2 separate regions of the Gossypium hirsutum genome follow, and region 2 is linked to region 1. The links are chromatin contacts, called in public Hi-C maps. All regions are on one chromosome and are shown on one strand. The core of a region is the stretch at or near the end of the contact, and the rest is flanking DNA. Distances in the headings are between cores, read along the strand shown. Region 1 holds the start of LOC107910207 (dehydration-responsive element-binding protein 2D). Region 2 holds the start of LOC107910720 (transmembrane and coiled-coil domain-containing protein 4).

The links. A called contact is a pair of places that touch in the nucleus more often than the background predicts.
Region 2: a Hi-C map of leaf shows a contact between it and region 1, with 4 times the contacts expected there. The contact joins the promoter of LOC107910720 here to the promoter of LOC107910207 in region 1. A contact is called at or near these places in 13 of 34 Hi-C or Micro-C datasets (anther, callus, leaf and 2 more).

Annotation. Positions count from the first base shown.
Region 1 is chrD02:22,082,153-22,087,824 of Gossypium_hirsutum_v2.1, forward strand. LOC107910207 (dehydration-responsive element-binding protein 2D) reads left to right here and starts at 1,535. Exons shown (of 2, transcript XM_016837988.2): 1 at 1,535-2,096; 2 at 2,166-2,736. The coding sequence starts at 1,631. The coding sequence ends at 2,440.
Region 2 is chrD02:22,407,254-22,412,824 of Gossypium_hirsutum_v2.1, forward strand. It overlaps LOC107910720 (transmembrane and coiled-coil domain-containing protein 4), which reads right to left and starts at 3,566. Exons shown (of 14, transcript XM_016838689.2): 1 at 3,208-3,566; 2 at 3,041-3,125; 3 at 2,475-2,939; 4 at 2,158-2,314; 5 at 935-1,032; 6 at 685-776; 7 at 196-266; 8 at 1-119. The coding sequence starts at 3,434.

The DNA.
Region 1 (5,672 bases), core at 285-2,784:
AAATAAGTAATATAAAAATAATTTTAGTACCACTTATAATAAAAAAAATAAAATACCAGGTTAGAAAAGATATATTTAAAACAATTGTTAAAATTTCATGTTATCTCATTTCTTTTTATATAATACGTACTAAATGATGTTTTTAATGATAGAAAGGTTAATTCACGGTTTAGTTGTATTGATGTGATCCTCCTCTGTGTTGGGTTGGACTAGGGACTTGCAGATCATATAAAAATGACTCTGAAACTTGAACTAATAATAAGATAATTAAGAGGTTCCCATACATTCTATAAATGGATTTTTTTATTTGTTAATTGGGTTGCCATCATTTGCTTTTAGGTAAAAGTGTAAGAGTTTGAAAAATCTGAGTAAATTAATAAATTCATCACTTGTTAAAAATTTCAACTATTTTTACAGTAAAAATTGGTCTTTGTATGTCAGTGTGACATACATATAATAAGCCACATGTCATTGTTTAATTATTCTATCAGGAACACTAATTTTAAAGACAAAACTTTTAACAAAAATGATTGATTTATTTCTTAATCTAATATATAAAGATTAATTTATTTATTTTTTAATAAAAAATATAATTTAACTCTTGCAGTATAGAATTTTTACTTCCGCCTTTATATTTTACTGCCACTTCTTTTCTTTCCTGTTGAGCAGCACAAAAAGCCTGGCATGATAACCCAAAGAGGGCCAAGTTTGCAGTGTAACCTGCTGTACTTCAGCTAAATCTAGGGCCCTGCAATATTGGACTTAAGAGATGAGTTGTTGGGTTCCTATAGTTGGATTTTCATTTGAAATATGCTCTTCCATACATACATAATGATAATATTGGCCTATACAACTTTTTATAGCCTCGAAAGGGGAGTGCCTCCAACTTACTTGTTATGCAAGATTTTGTTTTACTCTACTTGTGAATGCGTTACCTACTTTACACACATGGAATAGAGTGGAGACAATCGAGTTGGCACCCTGAGTCCTTTCAACTCGGAAGCATTCAGTGTACGAAGTTATAGCAGAATGGACCCCATTTGAGTATCACACTTTCACTTTGACCTTCCAAATCACATTCAGTGTACCAAGTCAGATGTCACCTCTATAACCCTCCCATCTTTTCTCCTTTGTTTTTAGTTATTTTTAGGGTTGGGGTTGGAGTTTTATTTTATATAATTTATATATGATTTAAACAAAAATATTTTGATTAATTAATTAATAAGTTTAATTAATTTAAATGAATTTAAAAATTAATTAATCAGTCTGCGTTTATGGTGATGGATTTTAATTAACTTCAGAAAGAATTGTTCTTATCTCCAACCGATCACGCCGTTCCATATTGTTAAATTCACCATTATCCATTTCCTCTTTTCTCTCCTCCAGAATTTCCTAAATCCAACTACTTTTTCCATTTCTTTTTTTCTTCAGTTTTTGCCACATGAGCTTGTGTACAGACAAGAGCCTAGGCCAAGTGTGTCTATGAGAAATGGCAGTGAGATTTGCTGTCGACACGAGCTAACAGGGTTTCCATGCCAAACCCATCTTAAGACACGTTTCGGGCAAGCTTAATCACCCCCATTGGAGCTCTTATCTCCCCTTTTCTATCATATAAATACCATTAACCCCAATGTGCTTATCAGTTATCAATCACTTTCTTTCTGCACCTTTTCCTTACTCCCCCAGGTTCCCTGTTGGAACAATGTCAACATCAATGACGGGTGGTGGCTTTGGAGAAAGAAAACAAGCGAGGAAGCCAGCACAAGCAAGCTCGAGAAAAGGGTGCATGAGAGGAAAAGGTGGTCCAGAAAACGCTCTCTGCACTTACAAAGGTGTGAGGCAGAGAACTTGGGGTAAATGGGTTGCTGAAATTCGTGAACCGAATCGTGGTGCTCGTCTTTGGCTTGGAACTTTCGACACTTCTCATGAAGCAGCAATGGCTTACGATGCTGCCGCACGTAAACTCTATGGCTCGGATGCCAAGCTCAATTTGCCTGAATTATGTGCCAACAACCCTCAGTCTCAACCTTCTTCAGCAGCTAATCCTCAGATGGCTCCGATGGTGAATTACCAACCCCAAAACGTGAGCAATTCAGGTATGAGTATGATCAGTTCATCATCAAATAACCCAACTATTAGGGTCAATGACATGACACCAATACCAGTGTACAACAATGACTCCTCAGTAATGCCTTCTTTCCCCAACGAGAGCATTGCTCTTCAAGGGAACATGGATGCAAAGTTTGGACAGATTACTGAAGATGGAATTGAGGGGTTCTGGGAAAATATGAACGCCAACTTGCCTCTTTTAGACGACTCCATTTGGGCTGAAACTGCTATGTCTTTGGAATTTCCAATGATGGGTGATCCAGGCAGTTTCGCTAGCAACCTTATGGAAGCAACTGGTTGGGACGCTTTGCAATCCCCATGGTGCATGTAAATTTTAAAGCTAAACTAAGCTAAGCTTAACTAGATGCTGTTAAGATAAATGGTACGTCAAAGTCATAAGAATACTGTGCATAAATGTGTATATTATATAGAATATATGAGTTTCCTACTGTCTACACTCTATATCCATGAAAACTACATAGGGTGTTTTCTGTGGTTTATAACGTGGGTCGGAGTTTTTAATTCTTATTTTTATTTTATTTATGTTTCTCTAAGTATCAATCACGTGCTGTTTCCAGGCCTAGCCAACCAGCTTCTATGGTCAAGTGAAAGGTTTTGTGAAAAGAACAAATATGTGTACATGTAAATTCGAAAACAGAAAATCTTACGTTGTCCACCAATAATACGTAGTGTAAGTTTTTCGAAGCCATTGCTTGGTTTCTGTCAGGAATAAGTGGGCAACTTATCAATCAATTCAAAAGTTGATTTTTATGATTAGCAATCATAATCTTTGCAGACTCTAAAGAATTTACAACGTTATGAAAAGAACAAAAACAAAATGAATCCATGTTTTGTTTGGATTTGCTCAGTAATAATCTTCTTCTTATCTTTCCTTGTCAGCATCAGCAGTTTTTTAGTCTTTCTTTTTCTTGGTACATACGACAACACACATTTGTTCGGTTTTTCTTACTTCAAAAATGGTCAAAACTTCCGTTCTCAAAAGCAGTTTGCTGACTCTTCTGGTGTTCTCAAAACAAGATGATGTTGGGGTTTCAATTAAGTCCTATCAATAAGATGTCTTTATGTATGAAATTAGTGATTTTTTTCTTACCATTTTATAATTAATGTTAACATATTTTCATAGTATAGTTAATGTAAACATACACATTTTCATAATATAATTGATGTATAAATGCTTTCTCATAGTTTAATTAATGTAAACACGATTTCTCATTATATAATTAAGCTAAAAATCTTATAGCAGTTGATTCAACTTCATTTTTAATCAGTATAATTAAAGGTTTAATTTATCATCATGCCATATATTATAAAATAAGAAAAAAAAGGAAAGGAAAGGATTAAAAACTAAGTTCACATGCATATATGGATATGTATGTATACAATCGCTTTTTCATATATAGATATGTGTATAATAAAAAAATAATTAGTTGTAATATAATAAAATTTCTGGTTAAATTTGATATCACATATAAAATGACATACACAAAATACAAGAAAACAAAAGCTAAATTGAAGAAAATATTATTACAAATTCTTAGGCTTAATTCTAGAATTAGATTTTATTTTATTTCCTTATTTAGAGTATGTAAACTTGTATAAAAACAAGCTAACCGATGGAATACAAGTAACGTTCATAAGTGTATTTTCTTTTCTTATTTTCAAATATATTATTTTCTTCATTTTCTATAAAATATATAAACATAATTATGTCATTTAAACCTTTTACAAAAAAAAAAAAGTAAATTTATCCTATACTCTTAAACATTTTGAATGGCCGCGAACTCAATTTGACAATATTTAATATTTTACGAACTAATAAAATAATAATAATTAGAATATGAAATATTACAAATGCATTATTATGTCTAAAATATGAAAGTAAAGGCCAATTTCGTTTGTACTCACCAATCATGTGCAACTTGATTAGAAATGATCTAATAGACAATGTAACATATCTGGTAATCATGTGCAACTTGATTGAAGTATCGCTTTAGTTGTGTTAGTGTAGGAATGGGACAAATGGTAAGACTCCAATGGAAGAAGGATGTAACACCCCTAACCCGTATCCATCGTTGAATTAGGGTTACGAGGCATTACTGAACAAAACACAACCATCTCAAAATCAATACATATATATTATACATATACATATACATTAAATATGCAAAATGTTAAACTTCTCTTCTAACCATTTTTAATAAACAAAGACATTATAATCCAACTAGTAAAGACATTACAAACTAGCAAATCTATAAGGAAATAAACCATTTTAGTATAGCTATTATATTCATATACAATACAACAAAGTACGACCTTCAAAACATTTATCTAGTCTGTACATGCCATAGTTAGAATTTAAATATTTTAAATACCGAGACAATAGATAAGGTGATAAACTTGCTGACGATCCCTGAGCTTGAAGCTTGATTTGATTTTTTTTGATCTATAAACAGATAGACGTAAACAAACAAAGTAAGCTTACATAGCTTAGTAAGTCTATAGCATAACTAAAATATATATAAAAAAGAATAATATAAATTCATAATTAAACTTATTGAAATCGCAAATACGACATATATTACTATTTGAATATTTGTTACTCATAATCATCTTATTTATAATCAAATATATGTACTCGTAGAATGCTTACCAATGAATATATAAATATGTATATACAATATGCATAACAATTGTATATTTAAATACTCATCAAAAACTTACAACCGAATACTTTTATATATCATTTACATATAAACAAATGCATACATCATTATCAAATACCTAAAACCGAATGCATATACACTTCATATGTGTGTAACCGAACGCATATTTATGTACTTAACAAATTTTATAACCGAATATATATATACATACACATCAAACGAATATAACCAAATACATTTATACTTACCAAAATGCATATATAGATGTCTCACATACATCTATCTGAATGCGAATATACCTAACAATTTCATAAAATTGAATATATATATAAATCCATACTCATCAAATACATATAAACTAATGTTTATATGCTCATCAAACACAATGACCAAATGTATATACATATTCTATAAATCCATATGACTAAATCATACACATATTCGATACATGTAAACACATGATATGAATAGATTCACCGGCACAAAACTTGCTAGGCTTAAGGCCTGATTCAATACACTGGCACTTAGCCTGCTAGACATAAAGTCTGAAATGTTTCACCGGCGTCAAGCCTGCTAGACTTAAAGTCTAAAATGTTTCACCGGCGTCAAGCCTGCTAGACTTAAAGTCTGAAATGTTTCACCGGCGACAAGCCTGCTAGGCACCGAGCCTGAACACTCAATCTATATAAATACAAATCACTTTCAAAATGTATATGTATATAAGATTCCATGTATAAAAATTTAGCTCAATATATATAAATTATACCTTTAAACCACATAGGTATATAAAGTTCAGATATTGAATCCAGCTCAATAACTTAATTATACATATGATCATATACAGATATATAACTTAATATATTAAGGCCTACTATTAAT
Region 2 (5,571 bases), core at 2,316-4,815, 330 kb after region 1:
CCATGCACTGTCGATAAGATCAGATGCAGCAAGCAAAGCTGCTGGCAGAGGTTCTTCTGCTAGTAATGTACTTAATACAGTCAGCATGGCTCCTCCTTGCAATAAGTTTGATGCAACTTCTGCAAAATACCGCTAGTTTTCAATCAATATATTTTGCCAGTTAGCTAAATTTGATGGCTAGTGTTGAAGTAGTACTCGAAGTAATCCACTCCATTATCCCAGCGTTCAATGCAATCAGATTCTTAGACTCCCACTTTAGCACATACCTGCATATTTGGAACAATAATAATGACTAATTAACTATCAAGAAAGGGGGGAGTAGCTTCAAGAAAATTGAAGCCTACATCACATGGCAGGCAGAACAAGGATCAATAAAAAACAAATTACAATTTACATCCAATATGGAACTAATTTGAAATTCCATGAACATAACGGAACCCATTTCCATTGCCCTTAAGGATGGAACTTTTTCATCTCAGAGAGATCAACAGCAATACCAGTTAAGTTCAAAAACCAACTGGATTGCACCACCGAGACGCAGAAAGTTTGAAAATCGAATAAGTTGTTGGTTTTAGATTACAAAGAAACTCGAAACAGGCTGAACGTTGAAGCATGAGAATAGAAGGAAGGGAAGTTAAACACAAAAAGCAGAAAAGCAAGAGTCAGTCTTGTTTAACATCTTACCTCTCCAAGTTATCATTATAATTTTCCCAAGGCCTTAAGAAATCTTCTTCTTCAAATGCAATTCCAGAAATCAAGATTCCAACTGCTAGCCGCTGAAAAATTGCAGTTATTTAAAACCGGTAAGTAAATTCATGAAATAAGCCAGTAAGAAAACAGACATCATTGAAGAACCAATAATTAGTAATTCATAATGTAGCCTACTCAAGCCAACTACAAAGCTAAACATTTAAATAAATTAATGAAAACTCACGCCTTGGTTATGATATAACCCAGTTTGTATGAATTCGAATTCATCAAGGTCTTCAATTCTTATAACCGTTCTACTTCCTGCAAGACCAGCTCCAGCAGCTGGGATGCATAGAGGATAAGTTAGTGGATCTAGAGACTACACTACTACAGTTAAAACGAATAAGGAGTGTAAGTTAGATAACAATCATCACAACTAAGTCTGTACTTTAGCAGCAAACAGGTTGTATTTTACATCCTTTAATTGTTAAGTTCCCTACAGTTTTAGCCCGTAAAAGTTTTTAGCTGTTCACTCAGCTTTATCATGTTAAGCTAAGTTTCCTATGATATATATATAAGCTTGGTTTATTGACAATTCAGTCAGGAGACTAACAACATTTTGTTTTACAATTATACTGCTCAGTATCGTTGAAGGGTTGAGTATAAAAAAAGTGCTTATAGATCACCTAATATCCAGCATTATATGGTTCGGTTATAACTACGAGTACCAGATAGCTCTATAAAGTTCTGAAGGAATAGCACCAAACTTAAACAAAAGATCAGGTAGAACGCCCCTCCAATCAATACCTCCAAATGATGCAGCAACAGCAACTGAACCGGAAATTGGTCCTGTAGCACTAGCGGCTAAAGCAAATCCACCTACTCCAACTGCAGGAACAATGCTGCCTAATGTAGCAGCAAGGGCACCTAATCCGTGTCCAACAACTGGGGCAGCTAGGCCTATTGACGCAGGATCTTAAGATGTATTTTATTTTATTTCATTTAAAGTATTAGATTTTTTTTGGACAGCTAGGATTATTATTAGTTGAGAATTAAGTCTAAGATTATTAATAAAACTTTATTTGCAAGAAAGTATAGAAACTTTGCTTGCAAGAAAGTCTATATCCTGTAACAGCTTTACAGCAGCAGGACTTTTATTATTATTATTATTATTATTATTATTATTATTATTATTATTATTATTATCATCATCATCTTTGAATTTAGTAAAGAAACCCAGAGGAACCCTAAGGTCTCTAAAGTTCCATCTTCCTTCTTAGTTCTTACTAAATTGTTCAGCCCTAATTTCTTCTTTTACTACTGTTTTCTCACCTAACCACATCACCTATTATGAAATTATTCAATGGTGACTTTATAACTTCGCTTATGCCCTAAAAAATGGGGGCGGGGGGGTTGGATCCTTGAGGAAAAAATATATCTGTATGTACAAACTGAGGGATTCCATACCACCAGTAAGGGCCACCAAGGATCCTCCTGTTAAAGCAGAAGCACCAATAATGCCTGCCTGTTTCCATTTATCGTTCTTACTCTTTCCAAATTGCTCTGCATCTTCGTTCTTCAGCCGAACAATGAGATTGCAAGCAACAATTATCTCCATAGCCTCCTAGAAAATGGAATTTCCTTAAAAATGATAGAAAGGGTCAAATGTAGTAAATTACTGCTAACAGGATTTGTATTGTTAAAAACCAAATTCCATTAACAATTCATACCTACAAAGCAAAAGGATTTTTGCATCAAATAATGAGTAGTTTAAGCACACAAACCATTTTTGTCCATTTGACATTGAGCCAAGTAGCTAGCAAACGAAGAGCCACTCGGTGCCGAGCATCATAGCCCTTTGATCCGCCATCAGTCACATAATCGGCTACACAAGATGAAAGAAGCTCATAAAGAACCGTTAATTTCCTCTCCTCTGAAAGCAATTTTCCCTCTTCAATTGGTTTCTCGAAAAATCTAAATCCTGATCCATCCACATCTTCATTATTGGATATATTGGGAGTAGTCCTTGGGATTCTTCCATTAGGATCCGTAGCTGTAGTTGTGTCTGGATAAGCGCACCTCTGGCGGCAATGAGTTTCATAGTCACAACTCTTATCGCTATCCTCAGAAAGAACGAGAGAGCTTTCCATGCTAAGCATTGTAGCATCCACAGCCTTAAGTAAAGCAAGTTCCTTTTCTCGGATTCCTGAAGAAACCTCATCATTTGTCTCTGACAGTAAGGTCATGAACTGTGCCAAAATCAAAACCGTTCTCAATAAAAAAAAAAAGAATCAAAATGTTCCATAATCCGAATATTTGGATATGAAGATAAAAGGGGGTGGGGGCATACTGATCCAACGTGATGCCTTGCTTGAGTAGATACTCCGGCAGTTTCTTTGAGCCCCTCCCAAGCTTGATCCTCCACTTCCATAAACCTAATCCGTAGAAAATTTGTTGGAAATAAATTAGATAGAGAAAGCGAAAGGAGGGGACTAATATTAAACATGTAAAGTAAACCTGAAGACAGGCAAAAGTAAACCGGAGTTGTCATGGATCCAAAGGTGGGGGAAATCAGAGACGGAAATGGTGCTGCTGTTGCTAGCCCCTTCACCAATAGGCTCTTCTTCAAGAGAAAGGAGACGAGTGGTTGGGCGTGTTTGATGAAGCTGAGAATGGTGAAGAGCCACAGCGAAGAGAGCTGAGGCAGCGTATTTCTGTGTTGATGAAAGTAATGATATTTCCATTGAGAAAAGTGAGAACGAATTTGGAGGTCTTCGCTTGTTTTAATCATGAAAGTCGAGAGGCTATTATTGCCCGACTTTTTCAAAAGCGCGCAGCGATTTCCCGGGGACAAATGAAACGGCTACTGCAACCTCATATCACGTGACGTGATTACACTTGTTATGGACCCTATAACATCCCACGTTTCAAGAGCAGCCCCAAATTTTTTAATTTAAGCCATAGGACCCCAACTTGTTTTTTAATTTATAATACATACATTTTTTTTACCTAGCATGTAATTTATATTATAAAAATTAAAAAAATGTTATAATATAATGTAAATGTTAAAAAAAACATTGCTTATATTTAATTTTTTAATAAAAAAAATATGTATAATATAATAATAAAAGAAATGTATGTATACGTGTATATATATATATAAATATGAGTTAATATTTGATACATTACAAATGAAATATTTTAACTCCACATATAAGCTTCAAATATTGTCACAAGTTCTATTTTTAATACTTAAACTTTTTTTTATTCTTTTACTTCGCCCTAAATAAGATGAATGTCATTCTTTGAATTCAACTTATAGAGTCTAAAAACTCTATTAAAGCTTTGCTCAATAGGGTAGAAAAAAATTGAAAATATGAAAACTTGAAAGGATAAAAAAAAGAAAGATGGAAAATATTTTTTTTATTTCCATAATTGTGCTAAGTAGGAAAATAGAGGTATATATAGGTTGAGTAGGGCTGATCCCCAAAAAGATTTCATGCCCAAGCCTATTTTTTAAGCCAACCTAATCCAAAAACCGGTCTTACTATTCAAACATTCATAAAATATAAAAAAGTATTTTTTTTTATTTAAATTGGGTTGCTCAACTTGACATGCTAAAATATCTATCCAAGTCTAGCCCAAGTTGGGTTGAGCCTACTCTACTCAAATCCTTGGACTGGTTTAATAGGAAAATAGAAAATTGGAAAAAAAATATTTCCACAGGTAGAGTTGAAAAATAAAAAAATAAAAATAAAACATCTGAAAAATGTATAATTTTGAATTAACATGCATGTCTCTCTTATTTTCACTTCTCTCGTCATTCCAATTTGAAAAAAATTGGCTTTTATACATCTGGATGGAAAATGACAATCTCTTATATTTTCTTTCTTCTCACCTTTCTTCTCTACCAAGCACACTTAATTTTTTTTTTCTTTTCACTTTTCCACTCCCTCCTCCCATCCTTTTTCTTTTTCATCCAACCAAGCAGACACTAAATGTATCAAATAATTTTCCTATAAATATTTAAAACATGATATATTTTTAAAATAAATTAAAATATAATATGAGTAGTTCTAAACAGACTTGAGTTAACCATTTATAAATATGACAAGCTTGAGCAAAATTTGAGACTTATTTTTTTTTTAGGTCGGGTTAACCTAGACAACTATAACATGATATTAATACCATACATGGACTTGACTCGAACTTAGCCAAGCCGACTCATGAACACTTCTAGTTAAAATATAGAAAAGGATGGCATGATAGGAGATTGCATTTTTTTTGCATTGAAATTGAGGTAGTCAGTATTGTACTAAACATATCTTTTTTCTATTAGTACTAATCTGTTTTGGTGTACCCTTTAAAATTTATCACTACTTTTTCAAAAAATTTGATATGTGTAGAAAGTTATTTACAAATATAGAAAAATGAGATTAAATAAATTTCAAATATAAAATATTCTTCAAATATATAGAAATCATCTTTAATAAAATTCACAAATACAATTCATCACTAAGAGTATGCTTGTTTGGGTGGAAAAGTGGACGGATGAGAGAAAGGAAAGCAAAAGTGAAAAGAAAATAAATTTTGAGTGTATTTGGTTGAAAAAAAAAGTGAAAGAAAAGAATAGGAGAAGTAATCATTTTTATCCTAATATATAAAAATCAATCTTGTCAAATTGGAATGATGAGAGAAGAAAATGAGAGATATGTGTTTGTCAATTCAAAATTATATATTTTTCTAATGTTTTATTTTCTTTCCTTCCAATTTTCACTTCTACCAAGCAATGGATGACAAGAACAACCATTTTTTTCATCTCTCCTACCAAACACACCCATGGAAAGAAAAATAATGTTTTTCATCCTTCTAGTTTTATAT